2 separate regions of the Ovis aries genome follow, and region 2 is linked to region 1. Evidence: chromatin contacts called from public Hi-C data. All regions are on one chromosome and are shown on one strand. The core of a region is the stretch at or near the end of the contact, and the rest is flanking DNA. Distances in the headings are between cores, read along the strand shown.

Region 1 (3,918 bases), core at 509-3,008:
AGTGGTTCATTTTGTGTCATGTTTTTCAAAACACTACAGCTTTATATTTTTTGCTGCTGCTGCTACTGCTGCTAAGTCACTTCAGCGTGTCCGACTCTGTGCGACCCCATAGACGGCAGCCCACCAGGCTCCCCCGTCCCCGGGATCCCCCAGGCAAGAACACTGGAGTGGGTTGCCATTTCCTTCTCCAATGCATGAAAGTAAAAAGTGAAAGTGAAGTCGCTCAGTCGAGTCTGACCCTCAGCGACCCAATGGACTTTAGCCTTCCAGGCTCCTCCGTCCATGGGATTTTCCAGGCAAGAGTACTAGAGTGGGGTGCCATTGCCTTCTCCGTTATATTTTTTAGTATCTGATAATTCAAATGTTCCCTTATTCCTCTTTTTCTCCAAATTGTCTTAACTAGTTTTGTAAATGTATTCTCCCAGATTAACTTTATAATCAGTTTGCCAAGTTCAAAAGAAAGAAAATCTCTGGGATTGTTTTGGAATTGCACTCAATATATAAACTATTTTGGGAAAAATTTAGCACTTTTACCACTATGAATTCTTAAATTCATTAAATCTGAGATAGTAGATGAATCTATCACTCACTTTTTAAAGAGAATGATAATTTTTAATAGTGTGTTAAGAAAAGCACAGAAATAACTTATGTATTTGGTCTCCTCCTCACCCTGCACAATGACAGCTTAAAATAATCATTTATCATGGAGGTTCAGAGTGAAAAATTCCAGTACTTGTGAAATAACAAGGACAGTGCAATGATAATTCCATGACCACCATGACACATTTCTTCATAAAGCCTTCCAGAAGTCAGCGAAACAGGTCCTGAAAGAGTCTCACTTTTGCAGTAAACAGCTCCCCAGTCAAACAATGTCACCCTACTACACTTTCAGGTGAGAGTTCTTTTCTTTTTTTTTTAAGAGATTTTTTGATGTGGACCATTTTTTAAGTTTTTATTGAATTTTTTACAACATTGCTTCTGCTTTATGTTTTGTTTTGTTTTTGACCACAAGACGTGGGATCTTAGCTCCCCTCCAGGGACCGAACCTGCATCCCCTGCATTGGAAGGCAAAGTCTTAACCACGGGACCCCCCTGGGAAGTCCCAAAAGTCTTTCTTTTTTCCCTGTGTGTGTGTGTGTGTGTGTGTTTTAGCTTTTCTCAATCAGCCCTTCCATGGAACTCCAAAATAGTGTTTCCTATGAATTGAGAAGTCTTAGCAGCCTGGAGATAAAAATATCTTGTATTTTAAGGAATCTTTTCATGCTAACTACTCTCCTGACTAGATGCTAAAACAGCTTCATTCCCTGCAGCAAATCCTAGGGAGAGAAATGGTTCTCTTTAGGACTTTAACTGAGTGTAATGACATCTGCCAAAAGAATGTTAGGAAAAACACACTGAGGGTCTGTGGCCAAATTCCATGGCAACAGCTGGTGAATCACAGGTGTTGTCAGGAAAGCCTTCAGCCTCCCTTAAATGTTCTGGAGAGTTCTTTATTATTTTAAACACCACGTTTGGAGAGTGCTTAATTTGCTCGAATTCAAAACATTCCTCATGGGCAAAGTGCAATGTAAACAATGCTCTAGGAGAAAGTCATGTCAGCCTAATTTGTTATTTGCAAACAGGGTGGTGAAAAACAAAGTGCTTAAGCATTTTCTGACAGTGATGTTGCCATTTAGGCATTTAGGAAGGTTACACAGGAATAATATTCTCCTGGTTCACTCAACCACAATGCGTGATCTACGACATTAGCTGGGGGAGATGGAGACTTCTAGACGGATTAGTGCGTCTGCCTTTGCAGAGGGGGATGAGATACCCAGCTAGAGGCTTTGGATGGTGGGCAACCTTCAGGGTGCAGGAGCATTTTGAAGGTACTCAACATCTGCCTCATGAGCTCCAGTCCTAATCTCCAATGTGGCCTATGGTTTAGAAAGTGAAAAGTCCCCAGAAGCACAGAACCCATGGGCACTAAATGCCACTTCACACAAGAATATTCCTGAGTTGTCATCATGACAGAGCAGGGCTTTCTTTTCTGATTTAATCCAGTTCCTATTATCACATATGATTTCATTCATTCATTCCTTCATTTCTCAAGTATTTCGTCAAGAGCTTTTGAGGTCCAGGCCATTTGCTAAAGCAAAGATGCACAATGGGAACAGATAATCATCCTTATCAGTGAAGGGCTGTGGGTGAGAGAAGAACAGATGAATAATAGCAGCTACAGCAGAGGAGCAGATGCTCCCAGAAGACAGAACTGGAAAGGATGGTTCAGGTCACAGATTTCTCCATTAGCCGTGTCAGTGCCCCACTGCCCCTCCAGGAAGAGCTTCAGCCGCGTGACCTCAGCGATCAACCCCTGACTTCCTTCTGACCAGAGCAATTGGTCTGGGGATTAGCCTGTTATCCAAGCTGGGAGAGAAAACTCTCCTTTCTGTTCACCATCCAGGCCGCTGAAGCCACTGTGACAGGAAAGAACAGTACCAAGGCCCTGAGAGGAGCAAAGATGAGGGGGAGACATAGCCTCTTGACAGCAGTGAGACCCAGGGCCAGCTCTACTTGGACCTTTCTGTGGTTTGAACATTTGACTCAATAACTCCCCTCCTTTTATTTTCTATGCTTGAGCTAATTTGAACTGAGTCTCTGTCCCTTGTCACCAAGACTGCCATTTACTCCATGTACTAAAATATGGGTAAAAATGGGGGCTTGGAGAACATGAGGGAGGATGGACACACCAAACCCATGCTGGGGACCGGAAGGAGGCTTCCTGGTGGAAATGGTACCTAAACAGATGCAACAGGCAACAATGGGACCCTGAGCTATTCTGCTTCATTGTTTTGTTCCCGTTTATAAAACAAACAAATGACTCCTTTTCTTTCCTTTTCTTTTCTGAGAAGTGCATTACACACACACACACACTTGAGGGGACTTTGTAGGGTTGGTGGGCAGGGTCCTGGGATGAGCATTCAGTACTATTCTCTGAGGATGGAAGCGACTGACTAGGGAGCAGAAGTGCAGAAGGAAGTTGCCTCAGAGCTCAAGGGAGATAGCTTTGCCAGGTCAGGATGCCACCGGCACATCCATGGATGGCCAGGGTGCCTGTTGGCATGCACTTCTGTCACTTAAGCAGTTGGGAGGATCTCCTCCCCTGTCACACAGTGGTCACCAGCTGAGCTGAGCCCTTCCCTCCCAAGGGCCACGCTGCTGGTACTTGCTCCCACTTTCCCTACAACCCTCCTCCATCATCCCCTGAGGAAGAGGGGGAGGCCTTTCCTGAATGTTCAGGGGCCCAGCAGCTGGACAAGGCAAGAGAGGGCATTTCACCAGAAGGAACCAGAGGCGCCAGGGCACAAGCCCGCAGAATGGCACGTTGTGTCCAGAGGACTCCAAGCATGGCCACCGTGGAGCTAGACTGTGTGTCATCAGTAACACAAATGTACACAACCTTGAAAGGATATATTGGGGAAAGTGTTCTGTGATTATAAAGTGCTCCACAGAGGCTATTTTCTGTTATGACACATTGCAGGGTTGTTTTGAGACCTAAATGAGATCACACACCCATACAGTGGCTCTGAAGGTTGGGAAGGCCCAGTGCACATGCTAATTAACAGAGTTTGGGGTACAGCTGGGTTCCAGTTCAGACCACAAAGGAATAGTAAAAACTGAACTAACAGTGAATTTCTCTCAAATCCACACTATTAAATGTGTTTGTTGTAAACTGAGTATTTTAATTAAAATACTTCCTATCACCTCTTTACAGATACATGAATGATTTCATTGTCTGTTAGAAATAATTTCCTGCTAACAAATTAATTAGACCACCAAGCTTCATACTTCAAGCCTGAGAGGTATTTTATTGATTTACCACAATATGACACCTAAAGTATACACATGTATATGAATTTATGTGTGTATGTGTGTGCA
Region 2 (3,566 bases), core at 1,043-3,542, 390 kb after region 1:
ATTTATGGTGAATTCAATCACCCACAACTAGGGAAACAGTTTCCTTAAAAACCAGTCATATGTGCGGCATTCATACTCCTCCACCGTTGTCTCTAGCCTAGTACATTCCACAAGCTCCTGACTTGTTCATTTGGTCCCTCTCCATGACCATCCTTATCCCATACCCCCTAGACTGAGACAGAGACCCTGTCTTGCACTTTCTGATTCCTCAAATCCACACAAAAGTTGCAAGATGAGCAATGGAATAAACTAGAAACTGCTGCTCGAACAGGCTGCTGTTATTGAACTGATAAAACAACTGCTATTCATTGGAGTTATTTGTCATGCCTGGAAAGTACTTTATCCTAGCTTTCCACGGAATTAGACTCCCAAGTTATCAAATCAGAAATGATATAGTACTGAAGTATTGGAAAAATTACATATTTTTAGTGGAATAAGAGAGTCAGAATGGACCTTAAAAGTCATCTAATCCAGCCAGCTCATTTTGTAAAAGGAGAAAATAAGGGCCAGAGAGATAAAGTGCTTTGCTTAAGGTCTACAGCTAATTATCATCAGAGCTGGAAACAGAACCTGTAATATCACCACAAATTTTACTAATCATCTTTGGTCCTATCAGGGCCTTTGATAAGCTTCCTCTGCTTTTATAACAAGTCTTCCCAAGGCACAACCCTAATGTTTTTCCTCATCTGTAAAAAATCATCAAAGAACCAACTTGGCAAGTTACTAGCATTTACACTGTGCATTCAACTAAGAAAAATGGAATGGTAATGTACAAGTGGGAGCATATGCTGGCTGCCTTATTATCCTTTTCTTAAGCAGAAATCATGAAGCCTGGCTCTATTTCAGTGATGGAGTGGGAGCTAGGCAATTTCATCCAGGCATCTTTGTGAATTTAATAAGATCAAAACTAACAATTGTAAAATTTTTTAAAAGCACAATGACAACAACAGTAACAAAAAAGAAATCTAACAATTCAAAAAGTGTCAGCCTCACTTTCCATCAGAGGGAAAAAATGCCCTTTGGAGGTAGGGATGCCAGATATAGCAAATAAAATTACAGGACATGAGGTTAAACTTGAAGTCTAGGTTTAAAATGAGTAATTTTCAGTCCACAGTATTGCATAGGACATAGTCTTAATAAAAAATTATTCATTATTTATCTTAATTCAGACTTAGTTGGGCATCATGTATTTTATCTGACAGCAATAGCTGAGGGAAATGGAAATTCAGCAGTTGGGCTGTGGCCCTTTTCATTCCCCATGCCATGGAGACATGTGACCCCACTGGGAGAGTCCACCAAAACATGCCCTCAGGAATGAACATCTTAGGATGATTAGGGAAGAACAGGACTCCTGCTCTCAGGAGTCCTGAGAGGCAGGGCAGCTCTCCTGTCCCAGACAGCCAGTGACATGTTGACCAAATCTTTCCATCCGTCCTCCTTTCCATTGTGAAATTTGCTACATAAATGATGGCCATTCCAGCATGGATGAGTTCCTGAATGGAGTGCAAGTTAAATCACATTTCTAATTGGAATAGGAGAACATCTTTATTTACAGCAATCCTTAAAATAAACTCTCTCTCTCACACACAGACAAAGAAACAAATCCCACCCTCCCTTACCACAAAAGATCACCCTCTAATTAAAACTGTATTGCATTTCCATCACAGTTTTTCTGAAACTGAGATAGATATGTCTATCTCAGTTTTATATATGTATATATATATATATACACACACACACACACACACACACACACATCCTAGTTTTTATATGTATATATGTATATAAACATAAAATTAAGATATATATATATGTATGTATCTTAATCACAGCCTGGCACAAGTATTTTTAACTGTGATTTCAATGAAAAAAAATCTGCATTCCCTCCTCACAGCTCACTTCCACTGAGCATTCCAACACCACCTGCTTCTGTTTAAGCAGAGAGTTGCCCAGTTCTTCCCCCTAAACTGGGCTCAATTTAATTATGGCTTTTGTTTTAACCCACACCACTTGGTGATTAAGGCAACAACAGAAACCAAAAAAAGCTGGCATCAAGTTTTGTTTCAAACATTTTGAGGAGTATCTCATATATTTCTTTGTCCCTGTAATATAGCCAACGGTGACATTAAAGACTCTCCAGGGGAAATTCCCCTGTTATGACCACTCACAGTTAATAGCGTGCCTTTCCTTTGGAAACTTGAAAAGACCCTCAAAGGTCTCTAGATACTTTAAATCAGAGCCTAGCGCTTCCTGATTACTTATGAATTACATCAGAACCATCTAACATTCCATGGCAAAGACACAGTGGAAATGCCCTTCTGTATGCAGCTGGTTAATACCCATGGATTATTCATGAAGCACCACCATTCCAAATTGGCCTCAAGGAAACAACAGGACAAAGGACTCAGCAACCAGCTTGACTAACTGGAAATCTGATCAGATGAGGTTAGTGTAGTCACCAGAACTAAGGCCCTCATCAGATCTGATTTCCGATGAGTTTCAGCTGAATCTGAGCAGAAAATATAAAGCAGTTGTTATTGCTAAGGCGCCAATGCTAGCAGCTATGATCCTTCCAGATCTACAGGCCTTGGGTAGTAAGGGACACTCAGTGACATTCCCTCAGAATTCACGGATATGAGCTCTGCTGTATGGCCCTTGATGAGTAGCCGGCTCATTTTTAGGAGGGCCAAAGGCTGGGAGCTAGGCAATATACAAACATTCAAGGCTGGATCCAAACCCAAACCCAAGTCCCTCAAAGGGACTTTCTCAAGCAAAATGACAAAGCTAAGTGTCAAAGACAGTACGTGGCCTCTAGGTTGCTGTCCCATCTCAAACAAAGCTGGGGTTTAATGTTCTCTTTTTGCAGATAGAGATGATACACAGAAAGGGTGATGACTTATCAGAAGAAGTGGGAGTGGCACATACTCCTAAAGCTATAAACCCAAATGCAAAGCTTTGGGTCAGCGCTCAAAACACAATGCTCAAACCAGGGACCAATGTGGATGGAGTCACTAAATGCTAAAACAAATGTTAATGGTAGAAGCTGGGTGGAGAATTATCTTGAAAGGCAGGAGAGAGAATAAGACAAAGAGCTAGAGAAGATAAGAACAAAAGAGGGAGAAAGGGGGAGACCCCTCAATGCAAAGTGAGTAGTGGTGCCAAATCACACCAGAGTATTTCTAACGGGTGTTATTGACACATGGATGGAGCACCATCTATGGTGGACATAAAGATGTGCCCAGCAGGCCCCCTGCAGTGAAGGACTGGTCTCAGTCACTGAGAATGCTGTTGGCCCGAAGCCTTTACCATCAGCCCCTCACAGGACTGCCTCAGCTACAGAAGTTGTCTTGTCCAAAGTGACACACTCTCTGGGGTGGCTCACATCTAATTGCTGGTCCATCTCACCTCCACCTGGGGTAACTCTGAAGGGCCATTCTATTTCCAGAGCTTCGATGGCATCAGCCAAGACTGCCATGTGTCTGCATTCTTCCCACTCGTGATCCCTTCCCCCTTCCCAAGGACACCCTTTAATAAATATCCCACACATAAAAATTCATCACAGGTCT

The links. A called contact is a pair of places that touch in the nucleus more often than the background predicts.
Region 2: a Hi-C map of skin fibroblasts shows a contact between it and region 1, with 5 times the contacts expected there. The contact joins two enhancer-like sites. A contact is called at or near these places in 3 of 16 Hi-C or Micro-C datasets (omental adipose tissue, skin fibroblasts and tail adipose tissue).

What each region holds. Positions count from the first base shown.
Region 1 is chr2:32,949,008-32,952,925 of ARS-UI_Ramb_v3.0, forward strand. No RefSeq gene overlaps it. Among named protein-coding and RNA genes, the nearest start is that of GAS1, 150 kb to the left of the region's middle. Within about 2 kb of position 1,759, at least 4 of the 54 cell types and tissues checked have an H3K27ac peak or open chromatin away from gene starts, as enhancers often do.
Region 2 is chr2:33,341,634-33,345,199 of ARS-UI_Ramb_v3.0, forward strand. No RefSeq gene overlaps it. Among named protein-coding and RNA genes, the nearest start is that of TUT7, 170 kb to the right of the region's middle. Within about 2 kb of position 2,293, at least 3 of the 54 cell types and tissues checked have an H3K27ac peak or open chromatin away from gene starts, as enhancers often do.